Linked DNA regions of Canis lupus: region 1 is linked to region 2. A link is a contact called in public Hi-C data. All regions are on one chromosome and are shown on one strand. Each heading gives the region's core, a stretch centred on a gene start, on an enhancer-like site or on the middle of the called end of the contact. The rest is flanking DNA. Distances are from core to core; before and after follow the strand shown. Region 1 holds the start of CD79A (CD79a molecule). Region 2 has its middle 17 kb from the start of RABAC1.

What was found. A called contact is a pair of places that touch in the nucleus more often than the background predicts.
Region 1: a contact with region 2 is called in a Hi-C map of blood, with 4 times the contacts expected there. The contact joins the promoter of CD79A here to the enhancer-like site in region 2. A contact is called at or near these places in 5 of 9 Hi-C or Micro-C datasets (amygdala and blood).

What each region holds. Positions count from the first base shown.
Region 1 is chr1:113,153,425-113,157,056 of UU_Cfam_GSD_1.0, reverse strand. It overlaps CD79A (CD79a molecule), which reads left to right and starts at 2,299. Exons shown (of 5, transcript NM_001313834.1): 1 at 2,299-2,471. The coding sequence starts at 2,393. It overlaps LOC119867179 (a long non-coding RNA gene), which reads right to left. Exons shown (of 3, transcript XR_005354594.1): 2 at 3,476-3,625; 3 at 1,682-1,741.
Region 2 is chr1:113,102,502-113,106,113 of UU_Cfam_GSD_1.0, reverse strand. No RefSeq gene overlaps it. Among named protein-coding and RNA genes, the nearest start is that of RABAC1, 17 kb to the right of the region's middle. Within about 2 kb of position 1,788, at least 2 of the 20 cell types and tissues checked have an H3K27ac peak or open chromatin away from gene starts, as enhancers often do. A contact at or near this core is called in blood, where this site is marked.

The DNA.
Region 1 (3,632 bases), core at 1,050-3,549, 50 kb before region 2:
CCGGAGGGAAAGGAGCAGGGCCGCCAGGCCAGAGAAGGGTGACGATGTCCTAGGAGCTGCAACAAGCTCACTGTCCAGGACACCTGGGTGGCTCAGCAGTTTAGCACCTGACTTCGGCCCAGTATGTGATCCTGGAGTCCCGGGGTTGAGTCCCACATCAGGTTCCCTGCATGGAGCATGCTTCTCTGCCTGTCTCTGTCTTTCAATAAATAAAATCATTAAAAAAAAAAAAAACTCACTGTCCTACTCTTGCAGCCTCACAAGCAGGACAAGGGGGTTCCAGGGGGATTGTGCCCAGATTACAGGAGAAGAAACCTAGGCCCAGACAACCAGTCAGTTGGCAGAGCTGAAATCCAAATATAGGAATCAAACTTGTGGCCCATGCTCCTCCACATAGGTGATGGTTGCACTTTTTAAAAAACTTATGGGGGATCCCTGGGTGGTGCAGCGGTTTAGCGCCTGCCTTTGGTCCAGGGAGTGATCCTGGAGACCCAGGATCGAATCCGTCAGGCTCCCGGTGCATGGAGCCTGCTTCTCCCTCTGCCTGTGTCTCTGCCTCTCTCTACCTCTGTGTGTGACTATCATAAATAAAAATTTTTTAAAAAATTAAAAACTTATGAAATGCTTCAAGTATGCAAAACTTCCTATTCCTATTCCTGTGAGAAGAACCCGTGGACACACTACCCAGCTTAAAGAAGTAAAACAAGACCTAAAACCAAGATGGGCAAAGCCCTCTATCCCTCCCAGTCCCAGCCCTCCCTTCCCCCCCAGAAGGAACCCCTCTCAGGAATTGGATGTCACTCCCCCGCACAGTTCACACCTCAAGTACAGGTGCACGTGTCCCTAACGGCACCCGATGTCGTTTCGCCTTTTGGAAACAAGTCAACTGTTGCATGCTACATGTTTTTTGTCATTTTCATGCCGTTTCTGAGATGCAGCCATGTTGACAAGTAGAGCTCAGCTTCTTCCTCTGCGGAGTGCTACTCCACGGGCTGCCTACATCACAATGTGTGCATCCCATCTCCCTTACATGGACTCTTTGTTTCCACATTTGCTACTAAAAATGTCCCTGCAGTAAAATTTTTTCCTAAGTGTCTCCTTATGCGTGAGCGTGATGGTCCCCCGACTGCTCACAAACATCTCAACAATCTCTTGTAATTCCCCACCCCCACTCCTCGGACTCAGTTTCCTTCCACATGACCTACAATGATGCTCCAAGGTATGTGGGCACACGTAAGTGACTTTGAATTTCTGCTCCACCACTCCCAGGCCGTATGACACCAGGCAAGCTACGGCATCTCTCTGGGCCCGTTTTCTCTGTACAATGGGGCGGGGCCTACCTTGCCCACTTGTGGGGAGGCTGACTTGCCTCAAGAACCCTCCGTGGCTCTAACTTCTCACTCAGGTGCTGGGAACATCATCTCATGTTACAACACCGGAGTTATTCTCATCCTCTTCTCTAAATGCTAAGGCTGGGGTGCCCAGCTGGCTCAGTCAGTAAGAGCTGGTGACTCTTGACCTTGGGGTTGTGAGTTTGAGCCCCCTGTTGAGTGTAGAGATTACTTAACAAAATTTTTTTAAGATTTTATTTATTCATGAGAGACACAGAGAGAGAGAGAGACATGCAGAGGGAGAAGCAGGCTCATGCAGGGAGCCCGACATGGGACTCAATCCGGAGACTCCAGGATCAGGCCGTGGGTCAAGGGCAGGCACCAAACCGCTGAGCCACCCAGGCGTCCCACTTTAAAATTAAAAAAAAAAAAAATTTAATGCCAAGGCTCAGAATAGGAAGCCACCCCTAGTCATAGAGCTGGTCGACCTGCCTCATTTTTTTCCTCATGAGCATTAGTAGTAACCACTTTTTACTGAGCAGCTACTATGGGCTGGGCCCTGTGTTCAGAGCTTTGCATGCACAACCCCTTTGAATCCTGGGTTCCAGCACCAAGAAGTGAGGACATGGAGGCTCAAGAGAGGAGATAAGCTTTGCCTACAGCCAGTGAAGAGCAGAGACCAGGCCCAGAAGCTCCGGGCCGGCAGATCACCAGTAGGCAAGAGACACCTCAGACTTTGGCTCCTTCAGGCTTCCTTCCCAGGGCTGGCCTGTGAGGAGCCAGGCCTCGACTGGTCTCTTTCCCCCACCCAGCAACCTCCCCTCAGGGGAATTGTGGCCACAGGTGCAGGGAGCGGTTTCTCTCCACTCCGGGCCTGAAGCACAGTGACAGGGGCTGCCCCCCCTCCTCCAGCCCACAGCTGAAGGGGCCCAGCCGTGGGGCCATTGGAGCCCATCTCCGGCAGGGCTGGGCAGGAAGTGGGGCGGGGTTTCGGGGCAGCCGAGGTGGAATCTGGTACCCCAGGACTGCTGCTCCCCAGACCAACCACCCCACTGGGAAAGATGCCTGGGGGTCCCGGACTCCTCCAAGCGCTGTGTGCCACCACCTTTCTCCTCTTCCTAATCTCTGCTGGTGGCCTGGGTACGTGGCTAACAGGCTGGTGCTGGGAGGTGGGGGCTGGTGGGGCGGGGAGGACTGAGGAGGCTGGAGAGAGGGCAGAGGCAGAGACGAAGGCACTGGGAGTGGAAGTGAAGAGCCAGCAGGTGTAGGGGGGTGCCGGGAAAGCCCCTAAAGAAACTGCATCCACCTGCTTGACCATCCTGAGCAGGCCGCAGGTCCGAGGGGAGGCTGCAGGGGATTCGGCAAAGTTGAAGGGGTGTCCACAGCCACATGGACGGAGAACAGGGCGACAGACGACTTCCCCACCCCCTCATCCCCACAGGTCAAAATAAGGAACTAAGGTTGCCCTTGACTGAGCTCCAGAGCTGGGGGCAGGAAGGGGACTTGGGGGTAGCTCTCAGCTTCAGAGAGAAGAAACAGCTTTCTCCTTCTTTGCCTTGAATCTCCGTCACCCCACTGTGTAGGGAACCCCTTCTCAGTGCTGGGGAAGGGGGCTCCTCATCAAGACACTGCCCTCCTGGGGCTTCCTCCCCACCTCCACCCCATACAATGCCAGCTGGTGGGGCTGTGACTGTCCGGGTTACACACTGGGAGTGGGGCCAGGGATTGGCTCCCACGCCCCTAAGGTTGCTGCTTCTTTCTCCACCTCTTCCTCCTCCTCTCTCCCTCACCTCCCACCTCCTCCCTCCAAAAGAAGCAGAGCCAGCCAGGTGGGTGGGCCTGCCTGGGGGACTGGGAGCTGGGGTTTCCCCAGCAGCCAACCACTTCGCTGAGGCCCTCCCCTAACCCCCCACCCCCACCCTCCGCACACCCAGTTGCCAACCTAACTCACTCCTGACCCCCAGGTCTACACACACAAGTTACAAAGAACAAGACGGGTTTGAGGTCACAGGGCAAGGTAGGCCCAAAGGCTCAGACTTTGAGATGCTAGCCTCTCTTGCTGCCCTGGTGATGCCAGGCAATCAACGCATCCTCCTTGGGCCTTAGCTGTCCCACCTACAAAATGGGATAATGAGAGAACCTACCTCGAAGGGGTTAGTGAAGATTACACCAGATAAAGTGCCAGGTGCCAGGAGAAGCTGGGGGCTGGGAAAGCGAGCCTGGAAGGCCTTCAGGAGGAGGAGGTGATGCCCAGACTGATCCTGGAGGTTGCTACCTGGTCCAGGGCACTCCTACTGCAAG
Region 2 (3,612 bases), core at 539-3,038:
GCTGCCCCCTAGTGGACGTGGAGATTGGGCAGCCGGGGACAGGGAGCGGACAAGGTCAAGGGAAGGCAGAGGGACCGACCCACAGGGGAGCGAGACAGAGAGACAGGTGAACACAGACTGGGACAGAGATGAACAGGGGACAGAGACGTAGGCGGACAGAGGGGCAAGGGTCGGGCAGGCAGAGGACTGAGCTCTGGTTGAGAGAGGAGACTGGGCATTGGGGATGCGCAGGTTAGGGGTCGGGCGGAGTGGGGACAGACTGGTGTTAGACGGAGGGACGCTGTGCTGATGTAAAGGCTCGGGGACAGCCAGTTTGAGAGACAGACAGGGCCGTGTGGACAGAAGGACAGTGTGACGGGGGGGTGGGGGGTGGGGAGGGGATGACCGATGGATCTAGAGAGGGGAGATGTAAGGAAGAGGGAGCCCTGGGGAGCAGGCAGTGAGAAGACAGGGAGACGGAGAGATAAGGAGGTGCAGGCACAGAGCAAAGGGCAGAGATAGAGATGGGCAGACACTCATGGGGAGACAGAGGGACACTAGACGTGGATGGAGAAAGACAGGCTGACACAACCCGGAGAGAGAGCCTGGCAGGTGGACAGAGGGGTACAGAAGAGCCAGGGCCCCAAAAGCCAAGTGGACACCCTGAGATGGAGCAGAAAGCGGTACGTGGGGGTGAGGCTGAGCCCAGGATTCGGGGAGACTGTGGGCTGGGGGGGTTCCAGGCCGAGGGGCCTCCCAAGGCACAGCTTAGGAGTGAAGCTGGGGACCCGGCTCCCCTGGTCAGGGTCTTTGCCCGCCACCCCCTCCTAATCCCCCCCCACCCGGCGGGCTGCCCGGCGGAGGCGACAGATTGAGCGATGAGACGCATTACGCACTTAATCCGCCTGATTGAATGTTTTGCTTTCGCCCAAATTGAAACATTAAACAACACGGGACGAGAAGAGGCGGCCGCAAATCACTCATGAAAGATTCATCTTCTCCCCGGCAGCCGCCACCGCCCGCCTCCACCGCAGCCCGCCCCAGCCGGGAAGCCTGGGGTGGGGGTGGGGGGCGGGGGCGGGGGCGGGGCAGTGCCCCCGCCCACCGCTGGGGCCCCAGCCCTCGTGGCCCAGCCAAGTTCTTCCCACTGTCCAGCCATCCCACAGGTGGTCTGAGCCGTGGCCTCAGATCTCTGGACCAGCTCCAGCAGGCAGCATGACCTTGGCCCTGTCCCTGTCCCTCTCTGGTGGGGAGCCCTTTCAGTCCTCTCCGGAGTCCACCTCTCTAGATCCCTTCGGGGACCAGCCCAGGACCCTGAGGCATGGAGGGGGCCGCTCAGTGTTGGTTTGGGGGCAGGGGGAGTGAGGTCGGAGAGCCTCCTCTCTGTGCAGGTTCTAGAGCCAGAACTGGGGTGGCATCTGGGGTGGGTGAGTCAGAGGGAGGTGGCTACAAGTTGTGTCAGCATGAATGGGAACAGGAGGATGGGGAGTGTGTGTGTGTGTGTGTGTGTGTGTTTTCTGCCACTTGGAGCTGTGTGTCTCTCTACCTTGTATGAACGGCTGTGCTTTCTGTTCTGCTCTGTGTTGTTGTAACTTGCTTTGTGACTGTGCCTGTCTCTCCATCTGTGTCACACCTTTGTGATCCTGGGTGTGTGGCTGTAACTCCATGGGCCTATGGAGGTCTGTGTGCCCGTCTGTGTCTGAGTGTAACTTTCTCTGTGTGCACCATGCGTGTGGTATTTGTGTGTGAGTGTCTGTGTGACTTCAAGGGTGTGACTGTGTGTGACTTCCTCTGTGCTTATCTGTGGGTACCTGTGTGCTTGGGTCTGTCTGTCTGTCTGCTTGGATTTGTGTCTATGTGCTGCTTGCTCTGGGTCTGACTTGGGGCTCGTGTTTAACTGTTTCACATCCAGGTCTGTTTTGTGCATCCCTGTGTCTCTCTCTCTCTCTCTCTCTCTGTCTCTGGGTATTTCTCTCTCTGTCTCTGGCACCTGCTAGGGACAGAGACAAGTCACCAGAAGAAGTAGGGCTGGGGTGAGCAGCAGGGGAGAGAGGAGGCAAAAGAGACAGAGAGAAAGACAGGACAGTGGTGCCGCTTGAGAGCCGGGGAGCAGGGAGCAAGCGCGGGGGAGTTGAGGGGGAGCCGTAGTGGGCGCCACGGCCGGAGCGGGTGATCAATATTCGATTTAGGTTTTAATTCCGGGGCTTTCGGAGCCTGTCAGCCCTGATGTATGAGCTCACACCGGGGCCGCCCAGCCAGCCACCCCACGGATGCCCATGGCCTGGTGGCCTGTCCTGGCCCCAGCTCCCTTGCCCTGCTGGCAGCTGGCTATGGAAGAGGGGGAAGGGGGGATGGGCCCAGAGGCAGAGGGAGGGGCTGCGCTTGCGAGTGAGCAGGAGTTCACAGCTGAGTTCACACCTGGCCACTCACTCACCTAGCGTACCTGCTGACCTGCTCCTTCCTGCCTGTGTTGGAGGGAAACAGGAAGGAGACCCAGGCCCTGTCCCAAGGGACCTGCAGAGCTCCTCGCTGCTTCGGGGACTCCCTGTAGCGTCCCACAGCCTGCTTATGGGCATTAGTCACACACACGTCCAGGTACCACACAGCCCTGGGCTCCTGCATCCCCGTGCATGCACAAACATTACCATTCACATGTCCACACACACGTCTCTGGACTCAAACACACATGTGTACACACACACTCAGACATGCATATCCATACATGCATCCTCTGACATATGCATGTCCACACGCATAACCCCAAGGCACACACAGACACGAAGATAAAGGTTACACATTGATGGGAAGTCGGATCAACGTGGGGGACAGTCGCCTGGCAAGGGAGCAAGAGACAGGGACAGAGAGACACAAAAACTCAGAGACAGAGACTGACACAGGGACAGAGATGGAAGAGACACCCGCAGGTCGAGAGAGCAACAGAGCAAAACTCAGGGGGCAGAGGCAGAGCCGTTCGGGAGAAGCCAGGGGAGGCCCCAGGACAGGTGGTGAGGGCAGTGGGCGGCAGTCAGTGCCGGAGGGGGATGGGGAGCTCTCCCTGCCTCCCCAGATGCCCCCCCAAACCCTGTCTCTCTCTCAGGAAGATGGATCCACCGCCCTCCCCGATGACAATGCTGTCTGCGCAAACTTTAATTAACACTTTGAGTTAATTAGTTCGAGATCATTTAGGAGTAAAATGTTTTTATTAGGGAGGCTGCGAGCCTGTTGATGGATGGGGCGCGATTCGCTCTTCCGCCCGCGGGGACAGCCGGTAAACAGAAATCAATCAGGGGCCTCCCAACCCAGCCCCCCCCCCCAGTGCCAAGCTCCCAGCCTAGGGCCCCCGGAGTCCGGGCTCCCAGCCCCCTCTCCTCCCGGGGCGGGAGTCCTGGTCCCCAACCTTCCCCTCCCTCAGGATCCAGAAGTTCCTATAAGGAGCCCACTTGTCTCTGGGACCCAGGCTTCCGACCCCCCAGCTCCATCCTCCCCCTCGGACCCCCTGAAGGCCTAGAGCTGGGGGCCGAGCCACTGCTGGGGGCGCTGCCTGGGCTGCTGTGGTCGGACCCTCCTCGGCCCCCTGGTCGGCGCCCCCGGAACTTTCTCTGGGTGGCCTCCTGTCTCGCTGCCGGCCGGTCG